Linked DNA regions of Mus musculus: region 2 is linked to region 1. Evidence: chromatin contacts called from public HiCAR-type data. All regions are on one chromosome and are shown on one strand. The core of a region is the stretch at or near the end of the contact, and the rest is flanking DNA. Distances in the headings are between cores, read along the strand shown.

Region 1 (5,069 bases), core at 2,245-4,744:
CATATGATTCTGGAGAGAATTATTTGACATTAATAACTTTTGCTGATGTTGTTTCCCCTAACAAATATTCCTTCGAAGTTCTTACAGTTTTCCTGAGCCTGTCAGGCATCAGGCATCTACTGTGGCTCAAAGGCGGCCTTTGCTGCCTCCCAAGTTAGGAGACCCTGGCAGCTGGCCTTGAGCACGGAAGGAAAAGATGCGAGGGAAGCCGGCCATTCCCTGCACTCCCAAGCCTTGCTGCTGCGGCAAATCTTGAATTTTTCTAATCTCCAAGGGCAGTGAAGCCCTGACCTCCGTGGACAGGGCAGTCGTCGAGATGGACCCCAAGTCTCTCTTCTCAAGGGAGGTCTATAGGGCTGGGCGCCGTCTGGGACGAATGACAGATCAGCCTGCCAGGGCCCGAGGCTAGGGGTGCTGCTTTGAGTACTGATGTATGGGGGCGTATGGCTGTCGCGGGTGGGCAGGGAAATGCAGGCGTCAGAAAACACAGGCACTCTCCACTGGCAGCTTATGGCAGAGCCAGAGGTGCCTGGGTTACAGAGGTCACTGGACATTTAGAGCGAAAAGTGAATCCCCCAACTCTCTGTCCGCCATCCTTGCGTCTTAGACGCGACAAAATCCCAGGGCATCTGCTCGGGAGAAGCAAATGTGAGAGATGGTGGCCCAGAGTAAAATAAGTTGATCTCAACGTCAGACAACGTGCAGACTGGACAAACGGCTCCCTGGGAAGTCATTTGGCCGATTCCTAGCTTTGTGGGGGTTGTACATTGAAGGGGGAACCACCGAAAGTTGGAAAACAAAGTTCTAAACGTGTGCTGCTCCTCCTCTTACTGAACAAACTTTTGATAGTTTCTGGCCTCAGCGGTCAGCCTCCAGTGGAGAGGAACCTTGTCTTCTAAGCGCTAAAGCAAGGAAGAAAAGGGTTCTCCCAAAACCCGGCACTCACTTGTGAGCCTAAAGTCCGAAGTCAGTTCCTAGGAAACCTGTATGGGGGGCGGGGAGAACCCTGGGTACCCTGTGCGAACGAGTCAGAGGGGAGCCTCCAGCAGCTCTCCAAGACTGGAGGCCTGACTTCAGTCTCCTGAGCCGGCCCATTCACTCTTAGGCTGGGTGGATGCTTCCAATCCATCGCCTTTCCCAACCTCCAGAGAGCCTTTACACGTGAGAAGAAACTCTCAAAAGCCTCACAGAAGGGAGTTGGGGGTTCTTTCACCTCTGGGAGGGGAGGCCGCTTGGGACGCGCGGGCATTGGGGGTGGGTGGGGGCGGGGCGGGCTGGAGTACTAAGGGTACCTAAAGCTGCGGGACTTTAGTGGGGGGGACTGCCTGACTGTAGTGGGAAGGCGACCAACCACACTTGCAGGGACTCCCGCGGAGCGCTGGTCTGTGCCGGAGCAGGGCACGGCTCTGCCCCGAGTTCAGGAGCATCCTGGAGATCCAGCCGTGTCTGCCTGTGGTCACTCCCCAGGCCCTGCGGCTATCCGGGGCAGGGTGGTACACAAACAGGGATGCTTCTATTTACTCGCCTCTGCCTGTGGATTTCTAAGACATTCAGCAGGCACAATCATTAAACTAATTTGTATTTGATTGTTTGGGCGGACGGAGGGTAGTTTTATTGCGCTAAGCATTCAAGCAGGCACGCATCGCTGATTACCAGTATACATTAAATAAAGTTGTTTGTACACATTGTCTTACCACATATAGGCAGAGGCTTATTATTCTAATTACTCTAATTAGTGCATTGAAATGTTTTCTACTTGATTTGAGGAGACAGTGATTACTTCTATTACTTCTTTTAGCTCGTATTTTATGGAAAACTATTGATGCATGCTCAAATTACTTTATTTGCCCCTCGAATATAAGGCTGACCCAAACCCAGTGAACTGCACCGCCCTTATGGGGCCCCAACTTTGATGTGGGCCTCGGCTTGGAAGAGGCAGCTCTCCTATTTGTTGGTTTCCTCCTTCAAGCTCAGTGTTCTCCCAAGGCCAGGCCCAGTCCCCTATCCCAGATGCGCACCCGGGTCTCGGACCCACGGACCGAGTAGGGCATGCGGATCCTAAACCTTCTTGGATGCAGCGACTCTGACCTGCTGGCCTTCCAGTTTCTTAGGCGCGATTTACTTTTAAAAGACTCCCTTAAGCATATTTCCCGTGCATCTACTTCCGAAGCTTTAACGTGACTATTAAATTGATAAGATCAGCTCATCAAACATACTATTTCGATAGGGTGTTGTAATTAAAACCTTAATCCTGTTTGAGACTCTTTTTTTCCCTTTAAATTCCTTTTTCTTAGGGAAGGGGTACAAAGTTCACTATAAAAAAGTATTATAACAGGGAGATTAATTCGTTATCTAAATAACAATCTTTGCTATTGATCCAATGCACTTTTCGCCACCTTTTGTGTTAGTTCCGTAAGCCCTTAAAAAGGAGAATCTGACAAAGCAAAAGATTTGGACCGAACTCGCAAGGCTACGATCTTCTTGGGAGAGCTAGGAGTCTGAGGCTCTCTCCTCTCACCACAGCGGGGGAAGCAGCCCAAGAGTGTCCCTGCTGCCCTGAATGTGCCAATGGGGCAAAGAAGTGCTGATGCCCGCGGCCGGCTCCTCAAAGTCCTCTCCCCTGGCAGAAGGAGGTCTGCTCAGTCTCTGGGTAAATACTCCACTGGTTCTGATTTTACTTTTAATATTTAAACTCGGATTATCGTGTCTCTAAATGCGCGTTCCTAACCTTTGAGGGTGGCTGAGATGTAATAAACACTGGCGGGCAGCAGCTCAGCTTCTGCTGGCCAAGGCTGCCGCCTCCCGCTCCGCCCGCCCTTGGGCCCCAGTCCCCCCACCCCCTACCAGCGGCCCTCCGCCTCCCCCCCCCCCCCCCCTGGCAGCGACGGCCGCGCGGGAACGAAATCAGCGCCTCCCGGCAGCTGACGGCTGAGCATCCAGGGCTCCTGCAGGCGGGGGAGGCCGCCCTTTATCCCAGCTGAAGAGTCCTCGCGGGCTGCAGGAGGAGACGCGCAACCCCGCGGTGGCCCTGAGGAGGAGGAGAGAGCCAGGTTTCCTGGAAGCAGCGACCTCCGGACGTGGGAGAAGGCATCAAGGGGCGCGGGGGACCGCAGAATGAACAAGGTCGCTAGTCTAGGTGGGGGTGGGGTGGGAGTGGGAAGTGAAGACCCTGCCCAAATATAAGCCTCCTTTAAAAGAGGTCAAGGGCCTCTGAGAAACCGGAGACTTTCTAAAGCAAAGAGGCCCGTTTGCTCCCAAGTCAGTTCACAAGAGATTTTCCTCAGTTGTAAGTTTACCTCCCCCCCCACCCCCCAACACCCTCCTTTGGCCTCTCTAACAAAGTCTTCTTCCCCCATGTCCAGACTTGTTATGAAACAAAGTCTCCCAGGATAGTTTAACAGGAGAATAAAGGACACCCTAGACCCCCTCCCCAGTACATCTGCTCTCACCCCAAGATTGCAGCCTTTAGCCGAATGGAACTTTGGCGCCCCAAAGTGGCATCCACTTGCAACTACTCGTGATTTTACAGTCTGATCCGTTCAAAAGTTGAGTTTCAGACTGGAATGTGCTTCTCCCCACTCTCTCTGCATGCTTGGCCTCATTCCTCCTAGAAAAGGTTATGAAGGTGACCCCACGCGCATGACTCATACAAAGGTTTCCAAATGTCCAGTCTGGGCTCCTTAGCAGAGGTTTGAAGTTTCACTGGAGAGGACAGAACATTTTATACTAAAAGTTACCGCAACAAAGATGAGAAGGAAGAGATGTACCCCAATATTTTGCTCCTACAAACTTATCTGTCAAAATCAAGTATTACGTGCATCAGAGAACTCTCAGCTTCTCGTAGGAATCAAAAGCAGAGAATCAAGTTGGAAGCCACGGTTAATGACGAATGTAGCATTTTAACCAAGTCAAAATTTGACCTCGAACATCTTTTTATACAGAAGGCTTGTTCAGTTTCGAGTTTAAAGGTGATTTTATTTAAGGCGTTCGCTTGAACAGAGACACATTTGTGAAAGAACCGTTGAAGTGGGGGAAAACATCCACTTCCCAAATTCCTAAAAGAGCTCTCAGTCTGCTTCCTTCGGAGCCAGTAAGTTAGTCCGTTTCCCACACTGTGTGCCGTTTTCACCACTTACTCTGCCTTTACCCCAGGTCACGTCAGGAGGGGACATGCATACACAGGAACTGCAGGCAGCTCAAACTTGTGGTTACTGGATTGGATAGGCTTGAGCGACAGCACCTCAGCCCTCCTCCACCCCTTCCCCCTCCCCATAGTTATCAGCCAACAAACATCTGAGAAGCCCTGTGGTACTTCCAAATCCATTTCTTCATGTGCAGGCTGTGCATAATAGCGCTTCTTTAAATTTTCCAGTAGCATTTATATAACATACATGGAAGCACAAAATAAAATGGAAGTCTCATATAGAAAGTGGTCATTTCAAACTCTAGTGAGGCCTCTGCTGTGAGGGCCCAGCAAGAAATCCCTTCAACCTAAAAATAAGGCTACACATCTTTGCATCTACTGGCATAGGAGGAGGAAATGTGGAGATAGCCATCTCAATTTTCATATATGGGGACACTCTACTGATTCTGACTACTTAGACCACCATCCACTAGACTTGCTTTTACAATGCCTAAGCTTGAGGTTGTGGTTAACACCATTATTAGAACCACCAGCGCCGGACTCTAGTAACTGTAACAAATGTGGCTACTCTATTATTATTCTAGGGAGAACTAGCTTGCTACTCTGCAAACCATTCCATTTCTTTATGCCAGCCAACTTAACTTTAACTGCACACTTCTCTGGTATCTTTTATTGCAGCCTGAATCAGTTATGAAAAGAACTCTGGGTTTATACACGCAAAACCAACCCAATGCAAGCAGCAGCACTGACCGCAACAACAGCTTAAACACTGTGGACACTGCTGATGGGTCACACTCTGCTCTCTGGGTTTGGATCACACAGGAGCCCTCAGCCTACTGTGTTCTAAACGGGGAGCCTTGGGAGGTACTGTTCTACTCAGGAACCAGGCCCTGCTCCCCAGGGACCCCTGTATGGAGCAAAGGGG
Region 2 (5,150 bases), core at 1,206-3,705, 2.3 Mb before region 1:
TTGTGAGCCACCATGTGGTTGCTGGGAATTGAACTCAGGACCTTTGGAAACGCAACCTGTGCTCTTAAACCCTGAGCCATCTCTCCAGCTAAAGCAAGTATTTTAATGTTCTCTTAGTCTACTACAAATGAAATTTCAAAATTCATTTACGGTGACATAAAAGAGGAGAAAAGATAGTTTCTAAAGTTATAATACTAAAACTCATTTTCTGTTTCAAAATGTTAGTCCTAGTACATAAGAAAACAGCTTTGAAGCATGATTGCATAATTTTGTGATTATTGCATGCAAAATGTGCTTTCATATATTACTCAAAAGGGTTGATTTCAAGTCTACTTATGTATGATATAAATATAAACTCAACAGGAGCTTTTGAACCTTTTGTCACCTTGGGCATAAGTTTTGCAGACCTTTCTTACAGATAACTTTTCTATTAAAGCAGGAAAAAAGAGTTATACCATTTTGTTCTTAACATTGTTTTTTTTTTCTTTTTTTTAATTCATGATCAAGAATTTTGGTAATCTTATCTGTAAAACATAGGTGCCAGTGGTACCTTCTTTTAGGGTTACTAGGAAGACTAAATTGTTAATTAATAATTATATATCATGTAGGATAATTGGCTAAAAACTGTAAGCAATGTAATTGCTAACTATGAAAATGTCATCACTTTAGAAAAGCTTTTTCAGGCTATCCTAGCGTTCCCCCTTGCTGATAAGGAATTCTTGTGTCTTTTCCTTAATGATACTAATTAATCTGCATTCTAGGTGTTACATAGAAAATTGTATAAAGAACTATTTATGCTTCCGAAAGTGACTTTCAGTTACTGGTTTTGAAAGCCTGCCTACCACGGGAGCCACAGATGAATATTCAATGGCTGTGAGCCTTTCAGACTCTGCTGAAAATAATCCTTCCACCTTCCCACAAGAACTTCCTGTAGCCTCACTTTCTCTGGAGTTATTTTCTTTCCATAGTTTGGTCTTTGGTGCTTCCCAGCATGAAATGTTTGATAAAGCCTGCTGAGTGCACCGGCTTTTCCCAGGAAGAATTAGGCTAATTGTAAGGTAGAGATTTGTATTTAACTCTAATTCACCAGCCAGTTGGCAGAAGTAAGGCAGAGCCCTGTCAAATAAAGCAACAGTGTGGCTAAGACTTTGTCTCCTCTGAATAGCACTTTTTCACACTGGCACTGAGCAGAGCACAGAAATGTCAGGTAGGGAGCGGGCATGCTCAGGCATCCTTAGATATTCTTACTCAGATTTCAAAGGAGTTCACTGTTCGGACACAGGGCGAGACACCCTTGTCATCCTCTGGTTGCAATTTAGTAATGACGTAGCTCACTAGTCAGAGCCCAGGACTTGTAAGGTTTTGGAGTAATGTAGAGAGATTTTTGATGATCTAAGCTAGAATTGTCCATAGACATGTATAAATTCAGTTTGTGTTGTGAGTTCATGGCATCATTTCTGTCTCATTTTAGAAAATCTTTGAAGGTCAGGTAGGACTTTTGAAAGGACACAGGATAAATAGGTTCGGATGGGGGAAGAAAATGAAGTGGTAAAGCTTCATCATAGGAGTTTAGCAATCTCACAAAGCAAAAAGAAAAATAGTCTACTCATATATCCAGTACAGTGGTTACTTAGACATTGGAAATGGATATTTGACTTTTAACTTTTAATAGTCTTTTTCATTTACAAGGACACCTTGCCCACCACAGAGATAGGTCTCGTGTAGCTCAGGTTGACCTCTACTATGTAGCCAAGTTTGGTGTTGAAATTTTCTGCTTCCCAACTACTTGAATGCTGAGATTGCAGCTCTATGCCACTGTGCCCCATTTATTCCAAATGAATGTCTTCTGACATTTGTTGTGAAGTGGGTGGTTTCCCAAGTTCTGACTGATGCTGTGTTTGATGCCACACGTGGGAATGTATGCTCACCTAAACACATAAAGCAAGGTTTGCACACACACACTGAAGAAATAGGAACTCAGAAACAGGCTCATAGGTTCACAGACACATGTAGACTTTCACAAAGTTAAACCTTAGCAAAATCAAAACCAAAATAAAAAACCCCAGGGAGCTACCAAGAGAAAAAGTCCCAGGATAGGGCAGAGGAACAAATTAGAGTAAAGGAAAACAAAGAAACAAAAAACAGAGAGGGCAAAATTGAGAACAGGAAGGTCAGACTCACAGGGCACTAGAAGTAGCCTCCCCAAAGCCCAACGGGTGAGAGAGCCCCAGGAAGCTGAGCCGGTGAAAGGCATAAACAGGGCTTCATTACTCTCCTTTGTAGTATTCAAGAAATGCTGACGGGCCAGAGGCTGTGCCACTCGGAAACTCACAATGACACGGTCCTGGCGGCGCTGAATCAGCAAAGAAGTGATGGCATTCTCTGCGACGTGACCCTGATCGCCGAGGAACAGAAATTCCACGCTCACAAGGCGGTCCTAGCAGCCTGCAGTGACTACTTCCGGGTAAGTGAAGGTGGATGTGTTTGTCTTAGGATGTCAGTGCACAGAGGACAGCCTGATCTTTCCTAGGCCGTGAGCCAACTACATGGCGGAAGGCAGATTTGTAAGTGTTGAGAACCTGTGTACCTTCCTGGACAGAACTGAGTCCAGGACCCTGGTGGGACATTCACTGGACTGGGCTGGGTGGCTGCAATGAGAAGCAGACCGTTGCATCTGACTAATACATTTAACAAGCACTGAATGGTGTGGCAGTGACATGCATGGCATATGAAGATATGGTTCTTTTTTCCTAGAACTTGAAATTTGATTTCCAGCTGTGAGTGATGTGTGCTGATATAACCAGGGTGGATGAGGTCTTTTATATTTATATTTCATTTAATTATCATGCAAACACCTTGTACAAATGAATGCATGTGCTATTAAAGGCTGCCATTTTTTACATATAAGGAAACAAAATCTTAGAGAGTAAATACTTAGGATTCAGAAAGTAACTAAATAATAAACACAGTTCTTAACTTGCATATCTGGCATTTGACATTTGTTTGTTAATTTTAGAAACTTATTATTTGGGGGCTGAGGAGATGTCCAAGTGGTTAAAGTGCAGCCATACAAGTGTGGGTGGGTACTGGGTGGAGCTCAGATGGAGTAAAGGGAAAGTAAAGTGGAAGAGAAATTGAAGAAGATTCCTGGCCTCAACTTCAGATCCCCATATTATGTGCCCATATTCATGCAGACATAGAAACATACAGCCCACACAGAGGTGGAATAAGAACATTATTATTGTATGTGTGCATGTGTGCATGTGCGTATATATGATGCAGGCATGATGTGTGTGGGTGCACATACCAAGGTATTCATGTGAAAGCCAGAAGACAACTTTGTTGATTCTTTCCTTCCATCTACCTTTACATGGGGTCTGGAGATCAAATCCGGCTGCCAAACTTGTACAGCAAGGTCCTTTACCTGTTGAGCCATTTTGTTGTCTCCTCTGCCCCCGTCCTCCTCCCTCTCCTCGTCCTCTTCCTCCCTTGTTGTCCATGTATTCTAAAGCAAGTTCTTTTAAATGTATCATCTATTTTCACCATCTGTCTCTCCCTCCTGTTATTTCCCCTCAATTCTCATTTACTCCTCCTAATCGCTCCCTTCTCCCCAACCCCCATCTCTTACTGTGTTGTCAACTGGGCAGACTCTGGAATCTCCTGGGAGATAGGTCTTTGGATATGCTGGTGGGGGAAAAAAAAAACTACCTTAATTGGGGCAAGGGCTGCTTCCTAGGTGGGGACCCTGTATTAGATGGAGACAGCAAACCGAGCCCTAGAGTGGAATGCACACCTCTCTCCTTTGGACAGTGGCCAGCTGCCTCCAGTTCCTGCTGCCTTGACCATGGGTACCTTGAACTGTGAGCTAAAATAAACCTCTTTCCCTTCAGTTTCTCTCCTTAGAGTATTTTATCAGAACAATAGGAAAAAAGCTGACTCCTCTGTTCTCGTCCACCGATTTGCAGGTTTGTTTTTGTAGTAGTGCCATAGTATTTTGGCACTGGTTTTTCAGTATAACAATAGTTTTTCAGTATAACTTTAAATCAGGTGTTCTAAGACCTTGCTACTTCTAGTTTCTTTCTTTCTTTGTAATCTGTTTCTGTGAAAAACTCATTGGCATTTTAATGGAAACTGTTGAACCTGTAGATGCCTTTTGATAATATTGTGATATCAAGTCTACTAACCCACTAGCATTGCCATCTTTCCATCTTTGCTTTCTTTCTTAAGTGCTCACATTTTTAACATTGTAGTTTCTCGGTTAGGATTAGTCCTTGGTTATTTATTTATTTATTTATTTATTTATTTATTTATTTATTTATAAAGCACCGTGAGTGGGGTTGCTTTCCTGATTTCTCAGCAGTATGTTGGTTGCTGGCATATATATTAATAATGTAAGTGGATCTGTAATGAACACCAAGATTTCCCTAGTTAGAGTTCTATTGCTCTGATAAACCACTTACCAAAACTAATTTGGGGAATGAAAGAAATTAATTACAAGATATAGACTATCACTGAGGGATGTTGTAGTGGTTTGAAAGAAAATGGCCCCCATAGGCTCATAGGGAAAGGCACTAGGAGTGGCCTTAATGGAGGAAGTATGTCACTGTGGGGGTTAGGTCTTACATGCTTAAGCTACATCTAGTGTGGCATTCACGTGTGCTGTCTTCAGATCAAGATGTATAACTCTCATCTTGGCTTAAATTTGGTAGGCCATATGTGTCTAGAAATTTTCTCATTTCTACATTTTTTTTAGAATTTACAATTTATTAGATTATAATTTTATTCTATATTTTATTAAATTATAACTTTATTTCTGCAATTTTAGATTTTTATAATTTATTAGAATATAACTTTCAAAGTATGCCTTAATAATCTTTTGAATTTTACTAATACCAGGTATGCCTTCTTAGTTGTCTCTAATTTTATTAATTTGGATCTTTTAATTGTGTTAGTTTGGCTAAGGATTTTTCAATTTTTTGTCTTTTCAAAGAATCAGCTGTTTGTTTTGTTGATATTTTAAAGTAAGATTTATTTTTGTTAATGTGTGTGTGTATGTATGTATGTATGTATGTGCCTCTGTGTGGCATGCTTATGTATCTATGGTTACTGACAGAGATAAGAAGCCTGAGTTGCAGGTGGCTGTGAGCTGC

What was found. HiCAR-type assays count read pairs that join an accessible place to other places.
Region 2: a HiCAR-type map of astrocytes shows a contact between it and region 1, with 8 times the contacts expected there. The contact joins two enhancer-like sites. A contact is called at or near these places in 3 of 39 promoter capture datasets (embryonic stem cells, frontonasal cranial neural crest and hippocampal neurons) and 2 of 115 datasets of contacts at active chromatin or transcription factors (astrocytes and embryonic forebrain).

The regions. Positions count from the first base shown.
Region 1 is chr4:22,475,571-22,480,639 of GRCm38.p6, reverse strand. No RefSeq gene overlaps it. Among named protein-coding and RNA genes, the nearest start is that of Pou3f2, 10 kb to the left of the region's middle. Within about 2 kb of position 3,494, at least 46 of the 459 cell types and tissues checked have an H3K27ac peak or open chromatin away from gene starts, as enhancers often do. A contact at or near this core is called in astrocytes, where this site is marked.
Region 2 is chr4:24,789,931-24,795,080 of GRCm38.p6, reverse strand. It overlaps Klhl32 (kelch-like 32), which reads left to right. Exons shown (of 11, transcript NM_001163020.2): 3 at 2,284-2,464. Among named protein-coding and RNA genes, the nearest start is that of Gm31379, 59 kb to the left of the region's middle. Within about 2 kb of position 2,455, at least 23 of the 459 cell types and tissues checked have an H3K27ac peak or open chromatin away from gene starts, as enhancers often do. A contact at or near this core is called in astrocytes, where this site is marked.